Regions from separate parts of the Anas platyrhynchos genome. Here region 2 is linked to region 1. A link is a contact called in public Hi-C data. All regions are on one chromosome and are shown on one strand. The core of a region is the stretch at or near the end of the contact, and the rest is flanking DNA. Distances in the headings are between cores, read along the strand shown.

Evidence for each region. Hi-C and Micro-C count contacts between places; a contact is called where the count stands out from the background.
Region 2: a contact with region 1 is called in a Hi-C map of skeletal muscle, with 3 times the contacts expected there. The contact joins the promoter of ALKBH8 here to the promoter of SLC35F2 in region 1. A contact is called at or near these places in 3 of 8 Hi-C or Micro-C datasets (liver and skeletal muscle).

Annotation. Positions count from the first base shown.
Region 1 is chr1:190,304,228-190,309,149 of IASCAAS_PekinDuck_T2T, forward strand. It overlaps SLC35F2 (solute carrier family 35 member F2), which reads left to right and starts at 2,911. Exons shown (of 8, transcript XM_038175734.2): 1 at 2,911-3,177. The coding sequence starts at 3,059.
Region 2 is chr1:190,438,743-190,444,057 of IASCAAS_PekinDuck_T2T, forward strand. ALKBH8 (alkB homolog 8, tRNA methyltransferase) reads left to right here and starts at 1,251. Exons shown (of 12, transcript XM_027468357.3): 1 at 1,251-1,778; 2 at 4,793-4,936. The coding sequence starts at 1,761.

The DNA of each region.
Region 1 (4,922 bases), core at 1,661-4,160:
ATCCTGAGAACAGCAAGTACTTCTTTGTCTTAGGACCTCATTGTTTCCAAACGATGAGCATACGCTGCAAATCTTTGTTACTGGTTTCCAGATAAGCGGTATTGTGTTTTGCAAAGATACATCTAATCTCAGTCCTACTACCCAAGTTCCCAAGGTTGCACAGTTCTTTCAGTTTTCAAACATTATCAACCGTCTTCTAACTTGGAAAAATATGAAGAAAGCCACGAAAATAAGGCAGACAAAATTTACCTTATATATTTTTCTATTGTTTGAATTGTTTATTCTGAATTGTCTCAGTAGTTTGACCTTCGCTTCTTTTTATTTATTTTTTTCTAACAGAAGAGAGGTTTTGTTGGAGAAGCAGAGTGTAAGTTGATGAAAAATTGGAAATGTTAAATGTGCAGTTGTTGAGCTACAAAATAAAATTACATTTTACTTCATAAAAAAGGAGTTTCCATTAAATATTCTATATAAAATATTCTCTATAAAAAATCCATATACTCTTTTGTTTTTCTTCCTGTAAAACAATTCAGCAAGAAAAATCACCATTTTTCTAAGATTATATTATAATGAACAAAATAAATTTCTTTATAGACAGTAATCCTCATATGTAGTATGCATAAAGAAGTGGAGAAAAAAATGTGTAAGAAATCATAATCTGACCATGAAGGACCTCTAGTGGTATAAATGCTTTTGATAAAAAAACTCACAATTTTGCTTGTTCATAATTTTATTAGGAACCACAGCAGCAGTTTCAGATTTTAAGTTCATCTACAATATTTTGTATATTTTGTGTTTCTTGCCGTAGATAAAGTAAAACCAGAAAATAGCAATATATGGTAAAGTGTCAGGGTGTACAATGGCACTTTGCTTTAAGTTCCTTGGAATTTAAATCAGATCCTGTCAACTTAAAAATTATGTTATTTGTTTTTACCTGCTATTATTGAAAATAATACACAAATAGCACAGTGAGAGAGAACAGATTGACTCCAGCCGTGGAGCAGATTTTGTTAGGAAGAAGCCAGGAGAGACTCCTCCCCCCACCTACTTTTATCACCTGCTGAAACTTAAGTTTGTCTTAGCAGCATTAACAGCTTGATCCAACACACTGAAGTCAAACTTTAACAAAAAGGACAAGAAAACAGATAATGATATGCGAGGTACATCTGAGTCTCATTTGTAATGGCTGTGCTAATACTTTTATATCCTCTCATCTGTATTTTTATCTTTTGAAAAGTAGCTACGCCATTACTTTTGGAGTATCCCCTAACCATTCTAGAAGATAACCAGCTGTGAGAAATACTTAGATTCTCAGTTCTTTCAATGAGACTTTGAAATAGTTTGACATAAATCTTGAATATACCTCATTTTTTAAAGAACTCTGCAAATACATTGCTAATAGTTCTTTACCCATGATTTTCAAAGTCAAAAGAGATGTATCCTATTTTAGAGGACCATTGAAAATCAAAATGCATCCTGAGTGTGGTTAAACTTAACCACTCGCCCTGGTAAAGACAGAGTAAACCACATTGTAGTGAGCCCAGTTGCTTTGGTAGATCTCCAGGAGCGGAGCTGTCACAGCTGAAGGAGGATGCACAGCCTTTGTGTTCACACACAAGTTTCTGCTTGTGAGGCAGCGCAAGGGAGCGATAATGCCAGTCCTGGGCTGAATGGGACATGTCTCTGTCACTGGCCTCACCAGCACCATGCAGCTCTGGTCACACCTGAGGTGAACACAGAACTGTGGTAAAGAGCAGGAGCCTGAAGCAGGAGTGCCTCAGCACGAAGTCATCGCAGAATCACAGAATATCCCGAGTTGGAAGGGACCCACAAAGATCACTGAGTCCAGCTCCTGGCTCCTAGATATCCCAGTATCTCTGTGTTCATGGCCATGCTTACCCACAAACCATACAATTTTCCAAAGACAGTGAGTTTGTTACACCAGAGCAGCCCCCAGGTGTGGGGCAGCTGCAGCCTACCTGGATTGTTGAACTCCTAGTGTGGAGCTTAGGTGGAGACCAAAAGCACCAAACCCATGATTCCCCATCGCTGGTGAATCTGCAGCAGATTGCAAATATATGACAAATAAAATGAAAGGCAAAGATAATAGTACCTCAGTTGTAGGGATCAGATATGACAACATGTGTAGTGGATGATAATTCTTCTATTTTTTAATCTTACTTTGAGAGTACTTGAGAGTACTGTGTTCAGTTTTGGGCCCCTCGCTACAAGGACATCGAGGTGCTCGAAAGGGTCCAGAGAAGGGCGATGAAACTGGTGAGGGGCCTGGAGAACAAGTCCTACGAGGACCGGCTGAGGGAGCTGGGCTTGTTCAGCCTGGAGAAGAGGAGGCTCAGGGGCGACCTTATTGCTCTCTACAGATACCTTAAAGGAGGCTGTAGCGAGGTGGGAGTTGGTCTGTTCTCCCACGTGCCTGGTGACAGGATGAGGGGGAATGGGCTTAAGTTGTGCCAGGGGTGTTTTGGGTTGGATATTAGGAAGAATTTCTTTACTGAGAGGGTTGTGAGGCATTGGAATGGGCTGCCCAGGTAAGTGGTGGAGTCACCATCCCTGGAAGTCTTTAAAAGACGTTTAGATGTAGAGCTTAGGGATATGGTTTAGTGGAGGACTTGTTAGTGTTAGGTCAGAGGTTGGACTCGATGATCTTGAGGTCTCTTCCAACCTAGACAATTCTGTGATTCTGTGAGAGCTGTGGGTGAAGAGGACGAGGGCAGGGTTAAATCTTTCTGGATGCAGCTCATCAGTGCGAACTGGAGACTTGGAGGAGCTGCGGCAGAGATCACTTCAAACCTACGACTCTGGGGTAACTTGGTCCCAAGGAAGGCAGAGCTCGGGCACTCCTGCCACACACACACGAATCCCCACAACCCTCCCGCCTCACGACGAGCCATGCCCCGCCTGGGGGCGGGCGGCTCCTCGGCGGGCACAAAGCTGGGCCCGGCCTCTAGCGAAGGGAAAGCTGGGCCAGGGCCGGCAGGCAACGCTGCCGAGCTCCTTCCCTCACGGCGGGCAGGGGGCTGCGGGGCAGCGCCGCGCCATGGAGCCTGCGGGGGCCGGAGCCGAGGCCGGGGCTGAGGCGCCCCAAGGGGCCGCCGCTGCTGCTTCTCCTCCTCGGCGCCGGCTGCTGGCGCAGCTCAGGGCCAAGCTGTGCACATGGTGAGTCGGCAGCTGCCGGCCTCCACGTGGAGCCGGGCTGCTCGCCGAGCTGCTCGCCGAGCTGCTCAGCCCCATCGGGAACGGGGAGGAGGCTGCGGGGCTTCGGGGGGGATCGTGGGGGGGAGCGGAGCCCCGCTGAGGGGAGCGCTGGGCTGCAGCTCCCGGCGTGGAGAGGGGCCGGGCTGCTCCGGGGTCGTTGGGTTGGGTTTGGTAGGTCTGTTTTAGTGTGATGTTTTGCTCTTTAGCCGTGCTTTTCTCTTTTTAGCGGCGTTGTGGCAAAGGGGGGTGGGGGGAGAGAGGTAACAGAAAATACCTGAGAGTGTGGAGCCCACAGAGACCAAGGTCTCCCATCCCCTTATCCCTTGAATCAGCTTGGGACAGAGCCCCTGAGATGTGTATCACCTCCGCTGGCAGCACTGGTAAAGCACAGAAAATTTGGGGGGAGAAGCCCACCGGGCTGTGCAGGTGCCGCATGCCTCCGTGTGCAGGGCAAGGGCTGCCTTCAGCGAGCATAAACCGCTTGTGAGAACTACCCCATGCCCACACGTTTTGCCTTCATTTGGAGGGGATCTCTGTTTAAAAACCTTTTTAGGGCTGCAGGTGAGTCTCTGTGAAGTCCTCAGGTACCCTCAGCTGACAAGCAGGACGTTTGCTGTCCTGCCAGCATCACACTTAACACCTGAACCTCACAGGGCTGTGTGTGGTCAGGTACAGACCCATTCCCGAGGGTAAAACCCGCCTTTCTGTTCTTGGTTACAAGCTTTTCCTCTTCCAGTTCCTCCTGCATGCCAGGAATTCCTCAAAAGGCAGGATAGGACTGGAATTAGGAGCTCAGGAACCTCACCTGTACTAGTGGTTTTGCCAAAATGTTGCCAAAGGGCTGTACTGAGCCTGTTGCTGGTACTTGAAAGAAAATAAGTAGCTCTCGCTGACTTCTGCAAGGTCCTCTCTGAGTTACTGAATTTAATTTTATTTTTTTTTCCAGGTGGTTGGAGGCTCAGCCACCTGAGATTTCTTAGAAGCCTGAGTATACGGAGGTTTGATGCTTGTATGTAATAAATGAGCTGGACTTTTTTTTTTTTTTTTTTTTTTAATACATGGGGAAAAAACATAGGTAGTATACTTTCTGGTTCTTGAAGCAAAAGTTTTTTGTTTTTTGTTTTTTTTTTTTTCTTCCAGTTCCTTACCTTTTACAAATTAAATTGACCTCGATTTCAAAGTAGAGTATTAAAACACTGAAAAGTGTAACTCTGGAAAAAACCTTTTTCTCTCCTGAATTATCTACTCATCATATTGGAATATGGCTTCAGTCTGAACCTGTATTTTTGTATATCAATTCACATGGCAATGTGGGATTGTTCAAATGAAAGTCTGTCTCCTTTTTGTTTTTCTTGTTCAGGAAGGGGTCAGTAGTAGTAGTAGTAGTTAAAGTTGAAATGTGAGTAAGCTGTCTACGTGGAGTGTTGCCAAGTGTTACCTATTACTGTTTAACTTCTGGCATAAATAAATTTTAATTACTGAAAGGAAAGCAGTATTTGTTTTAACTGGGGAAAAAAATTAGATTGAAATCATAGGGTTTATTAAAATAGCCACTAAAACTGTTAACAGTGGGCCTAACAGATTTTCTTTGACTTCCTCAGATACAGACTCTCAGTATATTTTAGTATCCTGGGGTATTTTTCCTCTGCATTTCACATAGAGCCACAGAAAGCCACTCTACCTTTCTCATGGTGTTGAGAGCTGCA
Region 2 (5,315 bases), core at 1-2,500, 130 kb after region 1:
TTTCAGTAGTTTTTGGGTTGCATGGTTTCCAGGGCTGAGAGCCTCACAGAATATCCTTATAGAGACAGCAGCTGCTGGCACTGCGTGGTTGTTCTTTCCCCTGTTCATTCTGGCTTATAAAAAGACCAGACACTGCTAATACTTAGTGTCTGCAAGGGTTAACAAGCTCCCCACCATACTCTCATTAGGTAGACATTTCATATCCATGCTGTATGTGTGAGAAAACTTAAGCATAAGATTTTTGCTATCACAATATCTCGTGAGGGTACACGTGGCCTGTGTGGGTCAAAGATGGAGAGTGATGTAGGGCCACGGACTGTGGTGGAAGGAAAGAAGTGTGGTGCCCTTTCTGACCAAATACTGTCTTCACGGGCTAGCAGATGTGCCCAATCAACTTCATATCCTCGGTGTGCTTGTACTATGGGATAGCTTTGTCTGCAGCACAGGTCATGGTATATACCCCAAGCAAAATATACCTTTTTCCCTGGGTAAGCACAGCCCTACCGAACTATATGGGGAGACTCTGAGTATAGATCTGGGACAAAGTCATGGAGCTGGCTTCTGACTGCAGGTCTACAAGGCTCATTGGCTGCCTTGCATACCACCCACCTGGGAATCCCACATCAAATTGATCTTGAAAAAGGTTAAATACCCACAGAGGAGGTTAAGAGAGAGAAAAGAAACCAGCCTGGTAGTTAAATAGAGAAAAAAAAATGCAGTTTTTAGATAATAAGCTATAGTGAGAATAGTGTGCTAATAGAAAAAAAGTAGGTAATGCCGAACTTCAGTGTTTTGGAGAAAAAAGGGGAAAGAGGTCATATGGTGGTGGTGGTGTAGCATGAGGCTAGATTAGTTTATGATGGCAGAGAAAAATGAAGGGAACAGAAAATTTAGGTGTTTTCTCTCTGACTCAGGGGATGATTTTAAGGCACAGTGAGCTGTGCAGATACTTCCTTCAGCAAGGCGCAGGTTGCTCAGCAGTGCAGTTTTACTGAGCAGGCTTAGTGGGTTTACTCATGAACAGAGAAGCAATGTGGGGAAATACAAACATTGGCTTAGTCTTCATGTGGCCTTAGCTTTATTGGGGTGTTTTTGCCTTCCTCTGCCTCTAGCACAGAGCTTGCTAAAGGTCATTTGATCAGCGCTGTCTGCAGCGGTGTCCTCTGTGGGCACTGACAACATTACAGTTCTGGGTGATAGCTCTGTGCCAGGTTTTGGGGTCCCAGCTGTAGGTAGGGTATACTGGATGGGTCTGGTCTGTTTTTTGTGTGTAACACTTTGTTTTGTGAAACAGTCCAGCACGAGGCCGAATGCTGCTGCTCCACTGGGGATGTGGGTTCAAATGTTGCTGTGCTTCTCCTGCCGCCTCAGAGTAAGAATTCACACACTGGAAAGTATTTATACACTGGAAGGAGGATGACGACGATCTTGTGCACTTCAGTGAGGAAAAACAACCGTGAATCTTTGACAGGAGACAGAAGGGGAGGGCGGCGGCCACTCCCCTCCCTCCGCACACCGCCCAGCCTCCCGGTCCCCGAGCACCGTGACACAGCCCTAGCCCATGCCAGCGCTCGGGAAAACCCATCAGAGAGCCCCGAGCACCGCCGTTTACGGGTGTCTTTTTTTCACCCAGCAGTATTTTTGCTCAGGAAAGGGTTCCCTCAGCCTTCGCCGGCCAGCAGGGACCCGTCCCGCTGGGCGGGCTCAGGGCGGGGCGCCGCCATGTCGGCGGGCGGAGCGGCGGGGCTGCCTGCCCCAAGATGGCGGCCGCCAGCCAGGTACCGCGCGGCGCCGGCTGGGGGAGAGGGGGGCAGCTCCCCAGCGGAAAGGGGGTGGAAAAGCGTGCGCAGATCCTTGTTGTCATTACTTTTACTATTTTTAAAAATAGCTACTATTTTACTATTTTTCACGCGTCCCCAGAGCCTGTAAATTTGAGGGAAATGGGTGGAAGGTTTAGGTGCTGGCTTTCAGTGGTGAAAAAGCGGTGGGGATAGCGACGGGGATCCGCTGGCGCTTTCAGGTGTTTTGAGGCGATGCTGGAACATCCAGGTTTCCCCATGAGAATTCTTGAATTTCATTTCTCCCACGAGTTTTGATGTCTCTATATATGCAGTGTCTGCCTACGTTTGTGTTTCGGTTTCCGGGGAACAAACCCGACCCCAATCCAGACGATAAGCTTGATAAGTGGGCGCAGCGCTCCCCCCGCTGGCAGCAGCCGCTCAGCTCCGCACACAGCAGCGGCCCCCGGGTGGCTGCTAAACTTTAAATTAACCCCAGTTGTAATGTCAGACCGGTTACTGATGCTGTAACCTGAGCTGGGATTGCGGGGGAGGTTGTTTCAGTGTATTTGCTCCATGCTTTTTTGTTTTTCTACCCCTGTAGTCATGTTGGGCTTTGTAAAGTGGGTCTGAGATGCCACCAAATACAGGTATATAGTTGCTTACAATTACATACAACTGAGCGTGGTTCCTTAACTCTGGAATTATGTCAGACTGTGGGGTTTTGAGGCTGCAGAACTGACTTAATGTAACTGACAAGGCAGAGAATTCAGGCTCAGTTCAGACACAGATGGAGAGAGGGTTGTGCTGTCCCAGCGAAGGCAGGTGGTGCTGTCTGAGATGTCTTTAGGGGTTGGAGACATCTGGGTGTTGTTGACAAGCATTACACAGCATTTGGGGAAAGTCTGCAGCTTTTTGAGCAGCAGCTGCAAGGCCAGGCAGCATGGGTTGGGGCTTCTCCACCAGCTCTAAATATTTTAGTTTAGGCTTCTGAGTTGTACCTTGCTTGGCCCTTGTATTGCTTAGTTCAGAGATAGTGAAAGGATATCAAGTAGTCTTTCAGCTACGGTTTCTGTGCTAGTTTGCCAAGTATTGGGCCATGACTTCTTGGCTTTTGCTTGGAGGATGTGGGAATTTGTAAGGACCTTTTGTCTGAGGCCTGACTAAACTCAGAGTTGCTTTCCCCTGGGATTGGATGGAGTCACACAGTGTATGGAAGTGTAGATACTTTGTAAGAGGCTTGATCTGTTCAATTCCACATCCTTTTTTTCCATCTGGGTCTCTTTTGTAGAGGCTTCCCAATAGCAATCTGTGTGGTCTGGGCAAAGTAGCTACATGCTTTTCCTTCTCGACCAGATTCGCATGGTTCCACAAAGTAAACCACCCCACGTTGTTACTGTTTCTGTCACCCTATCCCATCAAATCAAAGATGTCCCTATTATACTTTCTTTTAAAGTAACTTGAGGCTGCTTATCCCCACTGTTGAGAAGATGAGAACCTGCAGATAGTCAGTCAGTGAAGTTACTGGCCTCCTTTCACCCAAGTGTGGCAAGGAAGGCTAGCAGGCCAAGCCATTTGGACCAAATATGTCAATTGGGCATCCTGTTCATGGATGAGCTTGCTGAACAAGCCTGCAAATTGGATGAATCCTGGTAAGAGTGTTTGCTAACAAATTCAAAATGAAAACTAATCTTACAGAAGGATTGGTATATATATATAACCAATTGAGATTTTCAGCCTCTACTCTTTATGTTTCTGAAGTCATAAGAAATAATGATTTCAGTAGTCTCCTTTTTCAGAAACTGTTCCCTGTTACAGTTTATCACTAGGAAGATTTTCATACATTATTTGTATGTTGCATGTTAGCATGGTTATGCTTGATTTAGCTCTGAATAAGAAATTCCAGGAACAGGCAAAAGACTCGTAGTAGTAGGATGGATTATGGTGCTTAGTAATTGATTAGTTTCTTTGTCATGCTCAGGAGTATGTTTAAATTTTATGTGGTCAGGATCTCTGTAAAAATTCAGTAATTCTATTTGGCCAGGAAGTCAGGGTTCAGACTGTTATGGCCATGCATGTACCATCTCAGAGTTGATAGTGGGAATGTGACACGGTTTCAGGATAGAACTGTTAGAGCCTGCTATGCCGGTAACCTTCTAGGTTTGCCAGAAATTGTTGTTAATTTATTTGCATGTTGTTTTAATTCATTTGAGACTGCTGTAAAATCTACACTGATTTCACTGTTCACTGTGTTAATTGATGTACACAGTTAATTGATGTACACAGTTTTCTGTTTTTTCTCATGACAAGAGTGTGATTTACTTAAGATTTGGTCTTTGAAGGTGTGCTAAATGAGGTATGGAGCATCCTGATTCCTAGTCCTTGAGCATCAGTGTGTGCAAAAAAAAGCAATCTTTGCCAAACATTCACTTGGAAGTGTTAATTATGAAAAAGGAGGCTAAACAAGAACAGTACGTTTCCAGCTTAAGTATTCTGTGAGGCACTAACTTAGAAGCTAAGATCGTACAAATCTCATGGCAGTTCCACATATTCAAGAAGAAAGAAATCAATTGAAACTATTCTGTGAAAACAGGAGGGGTGGGCAGCATAAAAACTGCGATTGAATGTAGTGATACTGTGAATAAGGAAGTGAAGGGGAAGATAAAAACTGGAAAATGAAATCGAATACCATGGCAATCTTTATAAAGATTTACTTTACATTCTTTTAATAAAGGAGTTAATCAGCAAAACTTATAAAATGGGGAAAATTGACCTATTGACTGAGGAATAGCGTAGTTTGCCGACTCAGTTTTGTCAGCCCCCAGTAGTTCGTAAAGTCTGGAATTACCTTTTGTTAAAGATATTAAACAGCACTGGTCCCAAGACAGACCCCATTAGTGTCCTAAAAATGACTTACAGGACAGGGAGGTTTGCTGTTATCTCTCTACAGCAGACCAACGTATTTCATTTTTTAGGCAAGATGCTTACTATATGCTGTTACTTTTGCTTCCCAGATCACCAACATGGAAGTTGACAGAACTGGTGAAGATCATTTGAAAGTCCGCAAAATGAAGAAGAAGATAATGAGGAAGCAGCTCAGAGCTCAGCATACGTTGATGAGACATGAGGGCATTGAGTGTGTCTCCCATGCCACACAGGTGATTGACGGTTCTGATTTTGATGGTATGAGAAAATGCTGTTTATCTGTGTTCCGTCTTTGCATACACTTTGTCTAAAATGCAGTTCTCCCCAAAAAAAAGCACTTCCTGAGATTAAAGGTTTTCTCTCCCTCTTGAGTTCAAAGCAGAAGTATACTTCATCAGTTTAATGTCTGTAGAGAGGCTTTGAAAATCGTTAGGTAAGGTTGTTTTTTTTTTGTATCTGAAACAGTAGCTCCTTGAATTGGGGAGGAGAAGACAGCAGCAAGAGAAATGTTACCTTTTTGAAGGAGATGTGCTTTTCTCCTCTTTTCTCTATGATTTCTTTTCTTCTTCTCTGGCTTTTAGCTTTTGTATCTTTTTCTTCTATACTTCTCCA